Linked DNA regions of Hordeum vulgare: region 1 is linked to region 2. A link is a contact called in public Hi-C data. All regions are on one chromosome and are shown on one strand. Each heading gives the region's core, a stretch centred on a gene start, on an enhancer-like site or on the middle of the called end of the contact. The rest is flanking DNA. Distances are from core to core; before and after follow the strand shown. Region 1 has its middle 31 kb from the start of LOC123402189. Region 2 has its middle 10 kb from the start of LOC123403814.

What was found. A called contact is a pair of places that touch in the nucleus more often than the background predicts.
Region 1: a Hi-C map of leaf shows a contact between it and region 2, with 6 times the contacts expected there. The contact joins two enhancer-like sites. A contact is called at or near these places in 2 of 6 Hi-C or Micro-C datasets (both in leaf).

Annotation. Positions count from the first base shown.
Region 1 is chr6H:507,818,173-507,824,941 of MorexV3_pseudomolecules_assembly, forward strand. No RefSeq gene overlaps it. Among protein-coding and RNA genes, the nearest start is that of LOC123402189, 31 kb to the left of the region's middle. Within about 2 kb of position 1,694, at least 3 of the 3 cell types and tissues checked have open chromatin away from gene starts, as enhancers often do. A contact at or near this core is called in leaf, where this site is marked.
Region 2 is chr6H:507,748,876-507,756,072 of MorexV3_pseudomolecules_assembly, forward strand. No RefSeq gene overlaps it. Among protein-coding and RNA genes, the nearest start is that of LOC123403814, 10 kb to the left of the region's middle. Within about 2 kb of position 5,451, at least 3 of the 3 cell types and tissues checked have open chromatin away from gene starts, as enhancers often do. A contact at or near this core is called in leaf, where this site is marked.

The DNA.
Region 1 (6,769 bases), core at 444-2,943, 66 kb after region 2:
TCCGGAGGCTGCCTCGGTCCAGTTCTGCTCCTGCATTGGCCCCCTTTCGGCAAAAGGTGCCGGTGCCCGACACCGCCGGCACGTGGGGACGCCCGTCGTCCTCGTCTGAGGGTGCCCCGCCCCGCCATGCCCACGCTTGCAGCAGTAACCGTCGCAGCAAACCACAGTCACCACATATACGGGAGGTGCGGCTTTTGCACTTGCAGTTCTTTCTCTGACCCGCATCGACCCATCCATCAGTGTCACTGGGACTTGCCCGTGGTCCGATCGAGCATCTGATGATGATCGCACTGCGAGACCATGGGCGTTGAACGATCGCATGCATGCATGCCCTCCTCTGACACGCGCTGACACGGACGCGTACGCAGAGACATGTCACACCGCGCCATGCCGTTTCCTCGCGTCAGTTTCCTCTTACCCGGGCCGGCAACTTGAACTGTGCCCGAGCAGTGAGCCGAGCGGGCGCCTCCGTGTGGCAGCTTCCGATCACCCACGGTCACCACGGGGCCATGCATCGACCTCGAGCCTCGCCAACGCCAAGCGTCCTCGGCGTGCACCGCGTCGATCATCCGGACACGCCCGATCGCGCTGACACGGACGCATGGCATGATCCGGTCTTGGCGCGGTGCTCGCTCGATCCCCTGTTATGTCCGTCGCTAATCCGGATGCCTCGCGCGCATGGGCGCCGTGGCCGCACAGCGGGGCGAGCAGCTCCCATGGGCGGTTCCTGCGCGGACGACAAGGCCCTCGCGCTCCACGACAGCGGCTGCCGCCGGTCGCTATGGGCGCTCGTGGTTCGTTGGAGGCTTCGCAGCCGCGGCCGCTCTCCATGCCTGCCCTGTCATGGCGCCCACACCAAACACGGCAACGCGTACAGTAATTAACAGCACATCGCGCGGCCAACATCACGACTATTCGCACGCCGAAGGTGGCGGTCGCGTGACGCCAAGGCGGCTGGCCTCGCCGGCACCGCTGTCAGCGACAGCGCGGCGCCGGAGGTCAAGGAGAGGCAGCGACGGCGCCCTGTTTGGAGCTTGGACGAGAACGGCTGGACTGGCTCGCGCGAGAGCCCACGACAGCTTCCGGGGCTGCCGGCCTACCCAACAGCGCCTGGGCCCCCAACGGACTTTCGGCCTCCTCTGCTCGGCCTAGTTACCGTGCAGACGCAGCCATGAAACCACTGAAAAACCGAGTAATATTGCCCCGACAGACCTGGGCCATTTCCATCCCGTCTTTCTCGACGCACCTGGACCCCGGCCCCCATTGCTTTGTCACGTCCACTCGCATGTCAGAGAGAGGAACACCGGAAGCAAGCGCTGAAAGAGGATGGGCATATGGCCTCTGAATTCTGATCTAGTCTGCACATAAAACAACGTCGGTATCATGCCGATACTGCTGCTGCTTCCCACGTTCACCGTCGTCTACACTTCTACCGCAGTGCATGCATGCATGCAATAGCAACCGACCCATGCACGCACGCACGCTTCTCACCCTGTCAGCCAGCCATTACTACTCGAGCAGTCGAGCCACCGGCGAACAGCGAGAGGCCGGGGAGGAAATCAAATCCTTCGACCGCAGCGGCGTTTCTGTTCCTCTCATGGTGAAAGAGATGAGCGCCGGCCGTGCATGAGGTGCATCGCTGGCGACATGAGCTAGATGCTGGCGAAATTTGCGGGGCCATGTGATGGATGGTACGCCTCCGTCTCCGTCTCCGTCGTAAATGTGCATGCCCCCCCGACAGCATCTTTTACGCTGTACAGCGCGTACCGGGCCGGACGGCGACGGGTTTCTCGCCTGAGCTTTCCTGGAAGAGGGCCGCGCTCGGCTTGATCGATCACCACGTCGCCGTCCGGCATATGCGTCCATGCAGCCCGATGAATGCCCCGAAAGCGATCGTCGAGCGCTCTCGGCCAGGCGTACGTACCGTCGCGCTCGGTGCCGCATCGTCAGCGCCACCCTCACTCGGACACCACCGCACGCATGGCGTAAATGCATAATAGGAGTACCACACTCCATCACCTGATCACCTCTGCCGAGCTCTGGACGTACCTCGTAAGTTGACGGCAGTTGTAATCCTGATGGCTTTGTTAATTTAAAACCGGACTCGTACGAGTCTTCGTTTTACAAAAAATTAAAATAAAAAGGCACGAACGTACTACTCTACCACGAGTGGACTGCAACGGGGCGGGTGTGCAGTTCTTCTCCTGGGGCCTTGGAGCGGTGCCCATGGCAGCGTCCGTCGATGGCCGGCCACCGGGCTGAGGCGAGGTCACCAGCCAGCTTGAACGAGGGCTCCGCCTCCGTGTTGTGTTGCAGTCGACGACGTGATCGCGGACAGGGACCGTGATCAACATCTGCACCGCAACAACCATGCCCAGACGACACCCAAACAGCTTCGACGGTCCGTCGGTTCCCATCGACAGCTCGCTAGCTAGCATCCAACCTCCCGACTACGATCATGCATGCATTCGGCACGCAGCCGGATCGAACAGAGCACCAACTTTCAATCCGTTCACGCTCGATACATACATCAGTACATATCCTTGACGCGATTCATCAGTACATATATCCATGGCCGCAGCCTGCATGCGTACGTACCGGTTGTTAAAAAACTGAAACAAGCGTGTGCGCGCGCGTGTGCATAAATTTACGGCTCGTGAAACAAGCATGGCGTACGTCATGGAGCACAGGAGCAGCATTCAGGGGCGGGCGACCAGCGCTCGCAAGTTGCGATTATCAATCAGCAGAATCAAACATGCAATATGCTGTGCGCGCGTGCGCGTGCAGTCTAGCTAGGGGAAGAAGACAATGCCCCGTCCCATGCGGGAACAGTCGGGGCCTGTAGCCGGACAGAAGCGGAGCCTGGCGAGTGCCATGGGTGGGTGCTCTCCACAACGGAGGCACGTCCACCAATTCCTTCCAAGCCTACTATTCTACATCTTCTATCTATCCACACTGATCCCTGAACTAGTTGGATATATATGTGCAGACAATGATGGAACCTGGAACAGTCGGGATATTGTTTCTTCGAGGCGCTAAAATATTCAGGCCGCGGGCACGGGCAGGCACAATGATGCTCGAGTATTCAGCAATAAGCAGCGAAATCAGACGACGTAAATTAAATTATGCTTCCTGTCGCTCACAAGTGCGCATCGGCGAGTGGAATGGACACTAAACCTTGGTGGCCAACCGAGAGCTATGGGTATCCTAGTATAAGTTTCTTGATTAAACCGCACATGTCTAGGAGAAAGGAGCGAGCTGCTCACCTCGTATTTAAGCATTTTTGGTAACGCATAGGTGCCCGTTTTGTCGGGCGGCTTTATTAATTAAGCTCATGGATCGTCATGGAGAAGCATCATGTGCTCCTGCAATGCATTATATGATGTCTTCATCGTCAGGTCGATGGTAACGTCAGCTGCTAGTAATTTACAATAAGCAATGAGAAGATCGTGTAGCGGCGATTTGACAATACGCGCGGCAAAGGATCACGCTTTCAGATGCAAAGTGGTAACAAAAATGAAGAGATTGCATGATGCGTCATCTTCCGGAGGATCGGTCGAGAGCGACGTGAGTGGGTTTTTTCACATCGATCGTCACTTCGTTAGTGCTAACTGCCTAGGCAATTATTTTGCTGGCTTATTGTGGAGGCGGTGTAGATTAAAAGGAACGAAGGGTGGAGGAAAAAGAAACCCCAACAAAGAAGTGGTCCATCCACTTAAATCGATCCCAAATGTGTTTTTGTTTGGAAGCTAGCAAATGGAGTGCTGCATTTTCCGATCGCGGGACCGATCTCTCATGGAAGGTCGGTCCAAACGAATGCAACCTTGCGCCTAAGGTCCTGCAAATGCGATGCTTCGATCGCAAGGTAGCCATCCATCTATTCCGGCAAAATGGATCGATTATCTTGACATGCATCTTTTTCCACGCAGAGATCGCGAACCCGCAACGCCGACAGGCTAGGGGGAAGCGCCATGTGCAATATGGTTTTTGGTGAGTTCATTGTGAAGCTTTGCAGGCTCGATTTGAAGCTATGCTGCAAGAATCCATTCGGTTTAATTCTTGACATAAACAGGAACGGGGCTGCCTGTAACAGTCTTGACAGGCATGGGAATGCTCTATCTCAAAAGGCAAAAAAATATTAGACACGCTGAAAGCTATGCACTGGAATGTTTCCACGAACAATTTGGCACCTTGCTTGCTAGCTTAGCTACGTTGTCATCCGTCGCCCATAACTCAGGACCTCTCTAGACATCTATACTGTAGAGTTCCAGATCCTCCGAAAGCCACGGCTCACCTAACGGAGGAGATGGGGCGCATCACATAAGAAATCATTCGATGATATACCACTTCGTGGATTTCATCATAGAGCAAAACCAATCAAGACATCACATGCTGAAATAGTCCGTTTATCACATGGAAATCGACACGAGCGGATGAAGGATTGATGATGGAAACATCCCTCTGCTGCAAATGCTTTCGATGGAAGATTCCTGCTCCCCCCTGCAAACGTTAGTGTAGTGTAAAAAATGCTCTCATATTGTACGACCGAGGGAGTAGAAGCTTAGATGGAGCGCCCGCCAGCGGGATCATCATCGAACAGCGAAACCTGTTGTTATAAGGGTGGGCTCCGGATTCTAGAAACTGCAGAGACAGTAAATTAATCTGTTCTCCTGATGCGTGTGTCGCCATCGTATTCGCAAAGAACGGCGCAAGTGTTGTGTATGATTCATCTTATCTTTCGCACTATGGAGTTAGGCAGTTAGCCTTGTGTGATTCAGAGCGATGGGGCGATCGGTCTAACAGCATTGGTTAGAAATGGCAATCAGAGCATTAAATTACGTTACAATCATTTGCTCATTGCTTGCACTCATGCATTAGGCCTTGAATGTGCCTGGTCCTTTTTTCCCTGATGACTCTCATCTGTAACTACCTTTGAGCAATGATTGATGAAAGTCTTAACTCATAACAATATTGGAAGGATTACATACTACTTCCTTCGTCCCAAATTAAATGTCTTAAGCTTAATACAATTTTATATTAGAGTTAGTACAAAGTTGAAACAGTTATTTCAAGACTGACTGACGGAGTAGTATACTACCACTCTTCAAAGCCGTCACACACAGGTCGCAACCTGCAACATGATCTTTACATGGTCTCTGCATGAGTTTGTCAGTTTTCACTTTTCAGAGAAGAAGCTCAGCCCAAGTGTAGTTGTTTTCAAAGAAGAACCGTCAATCTCGGCCGTCAGGTGTACTTTATAAATCGTTCTACAAATCACTCCATGCATTGCTAACTTGGCCTTTTCCAAGTGCGCGGCACAAGCGAATTCATTCTGAACGAACAAAGTAGCCAACGACGGAGTATTCAAATTTTAATTAAAAAAGGCGTGGTTATTGTACTTGAGATTATACATAACTGATAATCTATAAAAACTGCGATCATGGTCTCATGTAATCTGTAAAAACTGTGATTGCACCTTCCGATCTCCTCGGATGCGACAAGCTCGTTAGAGTCTCACCGGCCGATCCGCTCGTGACTCGTAAGAGCAACTCAAATACGTGCACTCTCAAAAAACAAAAACAATGTCGAAATAACGTCACTGGCTCTTTCAGGTGCTGTAAAATTTAATACGCTGCAGTAATGCTTCAACAGATATAGTAAAAAAATAACGCATGTATCTAAACATACACACAAATGCAAATACGAATATTAAAATATAAATACAAATAGTTAACCGATAAATATTAAAATTCAAATACAAACTATCAAACAAATTTAAATTCATAAAACATGCTAATAAAATAGAATACACCTAGACAAGCGGCGGAGAGATAGGGGGTCGAGTAGGGGCTAGACCCCCCATTGGTCGGCCCCCTCAAAGTTTTGTGGCATATGTTAGTCTATTATTTGCGGTCAGAAGACTAATTACCAGGCTTAATTAGTTCTTTAGACAAACCATGCTTAATTAGTGACTTAATGGTGCTCCACCCCGCTACAATCCCAATAGCCCATGGCTCATGGCAGTCGTGGCCTAAAGTTTGTTTTTTGCAAGACAGTACATAGCCTCGATCATATACGATCAATCGAAAAACCTAATCGACCTCTCCTCTTTACGCGTCGCTTCCTGCTGCTCTTGTCGCTGACGTCGTCGCTCATCATCATTCATGGACAAAAGAGATCAGACCTAGCAGTGACGAACTTGGTGGTGGACGTCCTAGCAATTAAGCCTCTAGATGGTGGTGGTGGTGGTGGCTTCTATTTCCGTGCTTCTCTATTATGGACTTTTGTTGCGTTGTTTCGACTTATATTTGTTGATTCAACTTATGTTGTGTTGATTTTACTTATGTTGCGACGGTAATACTTATCTTGTGGTAATAATGATGTGGATATGTTATATATATTATGTGTATATGTATTGTGATATATGTATATATATGTGTGTGTGTATGTATGTGTTTTGTATTTGAATTAAACACGAGAACAAAATTTTAAAAAAGGAGATATGCCTACGGCTATGATGTCGGCGTAGCCATGCGCCATGAAGCACCAGGAGTCGCCACGTGGTAGAGATACGTCGGCGTAGCCGTGTGCCGCAATAATTTTTTTTAGAAAAGAAGATATACCGACGGCTATGCCGTCGGCGTAGTCATGTGCCAGGAGACACCACAGACAGCCACATAACAGATCTACGCCGACAACCTCCCCGTCGACTCAGCTCTGGAGGTATGCCGACGACCACACCATCGGCATAGGTGTGCCATGCGTCTCG
Region 2 (7,197 bases), core at 4,201-6,700:
GAAGATTTTTTTTGAGACAATCTTACGAAGCTTTATTAAATCGTCATAATATTTACAGAGACGAAATTAAGAAAACTGGGCTTCGATAACGCGTATAGGGAAGATATGTCAAGCAGCGGCATTCCCCACTCCGCCATTTTACTAACGGGCGCATGCAGCTCGCATCCCCGCTCCGTGCTTGGGCCGGCCTAGTTCGACTTCGTCATCGCACTAACCAGTACACCATCGCAATCCATGTGTATGATCTTTTCGTTTCCTCCTTTTTATTTCCTTTTCCCTGGGTTTTTTCTTTGCTACAGTTTTGGGTGTTTTATTCGTTTGTCCCTGTATTTTTATTTGTTTTCTGAAATGTATACATTATTTTTTCAATTCTTAAAACATTTTTTTTCAATTGTATGAACTTTTTTCAAATTTAGTGATATTTTTTTCATAATTGATGAACTCTTTTTTAATTCGATGAACTTTTTAAAAATTTAATGAATTTATTTCAAATCCGATGAACTTTTAAAAAAAATGATAAACTGTTTTCAAATTTGATGAACTGTTTTAAAAATTTGATGAACTTTCTTCAAATTTGATGAACTTTTTTCAAATTTTCATGAACTTTTTTTTAAAACCGATTTAAATTTTTTTTAAATTTGATGAGCGTTTTTCAAAAATCATTAAACTTTTTATAAAAATTGATGAACCTTTCTCAAATGTGATAAAATAACTCAAATTAGATTTTTTTAAATGTGTGAACAGTTTTCCCATTTGAAGTACTTTTTTTGCAAAATCGGTGAACTGTAGTTTTCCAAAATCACATAACTTTTTCAGAGACTGCAACGGAACGCTAGGAGCTGTTTGATGAGCTGGCCCAGCACGGGGCGCTGTAGGGAGCAGGAGCGCAAACGGGCGCCTGCAGCGCCGTATAGGATGTCCCTCAAGCGGCAGGGAGGCATTGCTCATGGACATACCTAAATGGCCTGCAACCGTGCGACCCATTAAAAAATATTTATTCATATAATTTTGCAAAAATAATATGAGCATTGATTCTTTTCAATGGGTTTGAAATTAATAGGCAAAACAAATGCTAATAGCATATAGAAAAATGTTACTGCATGTTTACAGTTATTCATGTAATTTAAGAAATATCCATGTATTTATGAAACATATTACAGAGAAGAATCATGTATGGTACAAATGTTTTGAATGTACAAAATATCTTTGGGAGTCAAAATGTTGATTTATGGTTTGAAAATGGATTTTCTATTTGAAAACTACTTGTTCACATGAACATTTTGTAAAATATTCATGTGTTCTCTATAAGTATGCTCTATGTGTGGGAAAACGTGTTTAGGTGCTGCAAGGAAAAAAATGTCCACCGATATGAAATAAATGTTTGTGTATTTAGAAAACATTGAAAGAAATTACTGTGTACTAAGATACATGTTCAGTAACGTATGTCAGAAAAAAATCATATTATACCGGGAGAGCAACGGTAAATAAAGAAAACAAAAGATTAAAAAAAAATTAAAGAGTAAATAAACATAGTAATGTGAAAAAGAGGAAGTAGAAAAAGGACAACCGAACGAAATAGAAATGTAAAAGTGTCTTACTGGGCAGCTCATAGCAGGAAATCTACAGGCAAGCGCTACCGTTTTTTAGGGGAAAGCCACTTCCGACTTGACGCATTTTATTAATTCAAATCGAATTTACATCATCCACAACTTGTGAAAAAAAAATGTGGAATGGTCACCATCCCAAACCAAATAGAAACTCTACAGGGCAAGAGGTAACTATTAGCCAGAGGCGGACGTGAATCCTTTTTTGAGGGAAGATGTCCTTACAAAAAATATAAAAATCATTCACAAAATTTCTCCTTGGTTGGGTCCCCTGGTGAAATCCTATTAGCCCTTACAGCATCTACGGTCGAATCTCTTATATTCTTCTCAAACGTTCGGACAGTCCCTTCGGTTACTGATCAATTACGAAAAAACGACTCAGACGGACCCTCATAACCATATCAAACGTCCGGACTGATCGACACCCCTCAGTCCGTCACGTAGGACGTGACCTCATCGCGGACCACATTTTTTTGTTTATTTTTTTTCTCTTTCTCTTCTTCTCCACCAATCACATGCAAGAGACCGGACATATGACAAAAAATATAAGAGATAGAGCTGCATGGACAAAAATTTAGGGATTCTAAACAAACACGTCTGGTCATTGGACGGGTGTTCCCGTGGGACGTTTGAGGGCCCAAATTTAAAAATCATGGTTGGAGATGCTTTACTCTGAGAAAAATAAAAGGTGACGATTTATGCAGGGCAGCGTGCTATGGGCCAGACCCATTTACGGTTTTTGCAGCTTGATTTATTTGTTTTTCCCCTGTTTCCCTATTGTTTCTTTTTCTTGTCATGTTCCTTCTGTGTTTTTTCAGTTGCTTTTATTGGTTTTCTTGTTCTATTGTCCTATTTCAGATTTTCGTTTTTCATTTTGCGTCGTACCTTTTCTATCTTTCTTCGTATTTTTTATTTATTTTGTTTTTTACTAGTATTGTTCTACCGTTTTATTTCCGAAGGTTAAACCCGTAGTCAACTGCACACACAACATTACAAATCATCGTGGTCGTCGTCGTTCAACACTTCAACCCACACTTTAGTTGAGCTACGTCTCCTTCTCCGGACTCTGGGTCGTGGATAAACATAGTAATGTGAAAAAGAGGAAGTAGAAAAAGGACAACCGAACGAAATAGAAATGTAAAAGTGTCTTACTGGGCAGCTCATAGCAGGAAATCTACAGGCAAGCGCTACCGTTTTTTAGGGGAAAGCCACTTCCGACTTGACGCATTATATTAATTCAAATCGAATTTACATCATCCACAACTTGTGAAAGAAAAATGTGGAATGGTCACCATCCCAACCAAATAGAAACTGTACAGGGCAAGCGGTACCTATTAGTCAGAGGCGGACGTGAAACCCTTTTTAGGATCTATTAGCCCTCACAACATCTACAGTAGGACCACTTATACTCTATTTAAACGTTGGGCCAACTTGTCCGATCACTGGTCGGTCACGAAAAATGATTCAAACGTCCGGACTGACCGGCACCCCTTATATCCATCTTAAATATGGAGACAATATGAGGGTCGCGGACGTGTTCGGTTAGTCCGCTACGTAGGACGCGATTCCACCCCGGACCATCTTCTTTTTTCATTATTTTCTTTTTCTCTCTTCATTTTCATCAATCACATGCAAGTGATCGAATATATGAGGAAAAATATAAAAGATGTGGTTGCACGGACGAAAATGTAGGGATTTCAAACAGACACACCCGATCACTGAACGTGCGTGTCCGTAAACGTTTGAGGATCCAAATTTGCATGTCGAGGCTCAAGATGCTCTTACTATGAGAAAAATAAAAGGTGACGATTTATGCAGGGCAGCGTGCTATGGGCCAGACCCATTTACGGTTTTTGCAGCTTGTTTTCTTTGTTTTTTTTCCGGTTTCCCTATTGTTTCTTTTTCTTGTTATGTTCCCTCTGTATTTTTTTCGTTGCTTTTTTTTTGCAAGGGTAAAAATGTTTTATTCGATATGGATAGGGTTACAATCAAGAGACACAAGTTCATCTATAAACGATGGACATCTGCCTAACTATACAACAGTAGTATACTCAGTACGACTGTATAATGTCAATCGATCAGTTGCCTTATTTTAGATTTTTCATTTTCATTTTGCATCCTACCTTTTCTATCTTTCTTCGTTTTTTTTCTATTTATTTTGTTTTTTAGTATTGTTCTACAGTTTTATTTCCGAAGGTTAAACCCGTAGTCAACTGCGCGCGCGCACACACACATTACCATCATCGTCGTCGTCGTTCTACACTTCAAACCACACTTTACTTGAGCTACGTCTCCTTCTCCGGACTCTGGGTCGTGGACTCGTCCTTCCCCAGCTGCAGTTAACAGCATTCAGTTCCGATATCCCAATTCAGGTTTTAAATCCAGCAAGCCTCGTCTTTTGTGAAGTGCAGGTACTGTATAAGACGTTTACATCTGAAACCACGCTGCTACTGTATCTGGCAAACACTATTCTACCCCGGGTTTTGTTGCGGATCCGAAACGTAGCATCGCGCCAACCACCGGCCGGCACAAGACCAATAATATACCGGGACTATTTTAGGGGCCATATAATGCTGATGCACAGATTATACCAATGCGTGCGCTCCTGTACTTCTTTTAAACCGTGTACTGTACGTAGGTGTCCGTATTATCCTATTCCCTGTCGCCAAACTCACCGTACGTCGACACATTCCTGGATTCGAGGAAGAGGCTCGGTGGAATGAGATGGATCACCACCATTACAAGTCCTCCAATACCAACGACCTCGGTCTACTCCAGCCGAGGAATGTTTTGCACGAACCCAGCGTCCATGTCCCCCTAATACGCACGTAATCCGTATCCAACGCACACTACTAACGAACTGATGCAATACAATACAGCGAGTGTCTAACATGGTTGATTGATTGGCAGTGGATGAGTCACCACATCCACGCCGCCGGACCCCATGAGGCGCCGGAAGCTACTCCAAAAGCGATGGTCACCACGGCATGGACGGGCTGGAAAGCGGGCGGCGTCGATACGCGGAGGACGATCAATAAGATCGGGCTGGGACTCCGGTACGGCGCATGACCCGTCTGGTCCTGTCGAGAAAAGATGCTCGGTCTTTATGCAGGGCAGGGGCGGCGAGGCGAGGCGAGATCTGCGTGCGAATGTGGGGGACGACAAACAGAAACGGTAGGGCGGCAAAGACGACTGCTCATCATGCACTGGCTTCGGAAACACGTCAAGCCCAGACCCGGCTTACATCCAGGTCCGCAGAACCGGACGTGATCTTCTCACTCTCCGGAGTCCGAACTAACATGCCGTGCACGAGCTGGCTGGTCCCGGCCGTATTAGCGATGAACTGCGCCGCACGAGGGCTGACCGGTCAAACCCAGGAAAGATTAGCGCGCGCGCACGAGCCGCTGCCGGCACGGGTCGGTATGGATGGATGAATGGGAGTATCAATCGGCAGCGGCACATGCGACTGTCACGGGAAACCGCAGACAGCGCGTTGATTTGATTTGGATCGGTCGATCATGCTGCCGCCGGTGGACGGATGATGAGCGACGATAATAATGCGAGCGACTGAGCGAGGGGACGGAAATTCACCGGGCCGTCCGTCCGTCCCCCACATGCATGCAATGGCACAGGAGCCCGGCCGGCCGGCCGGTGTGCGTGCGGAAACAGGAGCGACCGATCGATCGGTACGCCTCACCGGCGAGGAGGGGCGGAGGCCGACGGGTCGGCCGCGTCGGGTTGGACGATCGCGCGTCGGGCTTCCGGCGTGGACTGGACCAGGGCGCTGATGGGCCGTTCGCGGCGGGGCGCTTGCTTGGGCCGGTTCGTAGCCTGGGCCTCTCTCGACACGGGGCATGGTCCAAAGCCCCTCCCACCGTCCCACGTTTTCCTTCCCGTGGCCAGGCGGCCGGCATGGGCGCGAGATGCGGCAACCTACGGCGGCTAAGGAGCGACCCATCATCGTCCTCATCGTCATCGTCATCGCCAGCCGATGCAGCCCACAGTAGAGAGTAGAGCGGAGTAGGGTATTATTCGCCGCGTCTTCTTCATTGGGAGCGACGAGATGGAATGATCGATCGAGCCGGCCGGCCGCACGCCAAGGCGGATGACGACGGCGAGATCCCTCCCTCGCCCATTTATGCCGCGGGATTGGTGGCCGGAAAGGATGGAACGGAACAGTTGACTTCACTTCATCGCCGAACCACAGTCACCTGATCGGAAAGGACTCCTGCCTTCTTCACCGGATCGGGCGACGCATCATCGCTACGGCTGTGGGTAGGGTAGCCTAGGCTCCACGTACGACGGCACTGTGCGCGGATCCTCTACAGAACGGTGACGAGCACACCAGCGGACGCGAATGCAGAGCACTACAGTCACACATTCAACCAAAGAATCTCTCCCTCTCGGCTTGCAACTGGAGTAGTAGCGAGCACAGTGTAGCAGGGACCCCAGCTAGAGCTAGAGCGGCTAGAGCGTCAGATTTCACGGGGCAGGGGCTCTTCTTTATCACGCCTGGCGGGCGTAAATAACAACAATTTCCTTCCGGGAAACAGGCCTGGATCAGACGTGAGCTGATCATGGAGGGATTTCACCCCGCCTCAGCAGCAAAATCCCCCGTTTCATGGATCAACTCAACGGCCACTGTGCCAAAGCCTAGCTAGCAGCCTGCCTACCCCTGTTTCCCGCACAAGCTACTAGCACGTAACTCCTGCATGTGAATGATGAAGATAACATTTGGAATCCGAACTGGGCTAGTGATTACTCGTCGTACTAATTATAATCTTCTGATAAACAATGGCCCTATCTGGCTAGCCCCTCTCTCTTTTGGCCATTTTAAACCTGTGTTCGGCCATGGTGGCTCACATATGGGGGCACCGTGCAAGCGCTGATGCCTTTGCACTTTACAGCGTACCAGTGGCCAGTCCAGTACACCGTACACGTTCTCATTAGCTGGGTAAGTAGAGTGTTACAGCCGGTGATGGTACCGGAAACTCATAAGATGTGTGTGTCCCAACGTCTTTACAGAGTATCGCTGGCCAGTCTAGTACATGCATCGCATGCTGGCCCCCTCATTAGCTGGGTAAATAATACTGTAGTAGTATGCCCCCAACATCTTTTGTACGGCCATGATTGTGGTCCACACGCATGGAATTAGTTCAAAGTTATTCCCATGCAGCCTGCAAGGGACAGGATAAAATGTTGCTGCTGCTGTTTTCCGAAGCCAGTAGTATCTACTAAAATGTGTGGCAGACACTCTCACCGGCTTTTGTGGGTATTTTAGGAGCACCCTTTTACCATTGCTCTGTTACCGTTAATCACCGCAGTTTAGCTATTTATAATTGGTCTGAATTTAAAATTTGGTCAGTTAAATTTTACGTGATGAAGGGAATTGACGAAGGGTGCTAGGCGACACCGGTATCAATCTTAGGATGGAAGATGACCCACATTATATATCCTAGGAGGTGCGGGGGTGGTGTAGGTTCGTCGAACAAAATCTGATCATCGTCGGGGTTAAAGGGGTGGCCGAGGACGCCGGCGTCATGACGGTGGGTGAGGCGGCAAGGTTGACGCGGGAGCGCCGCCAACAATGGTG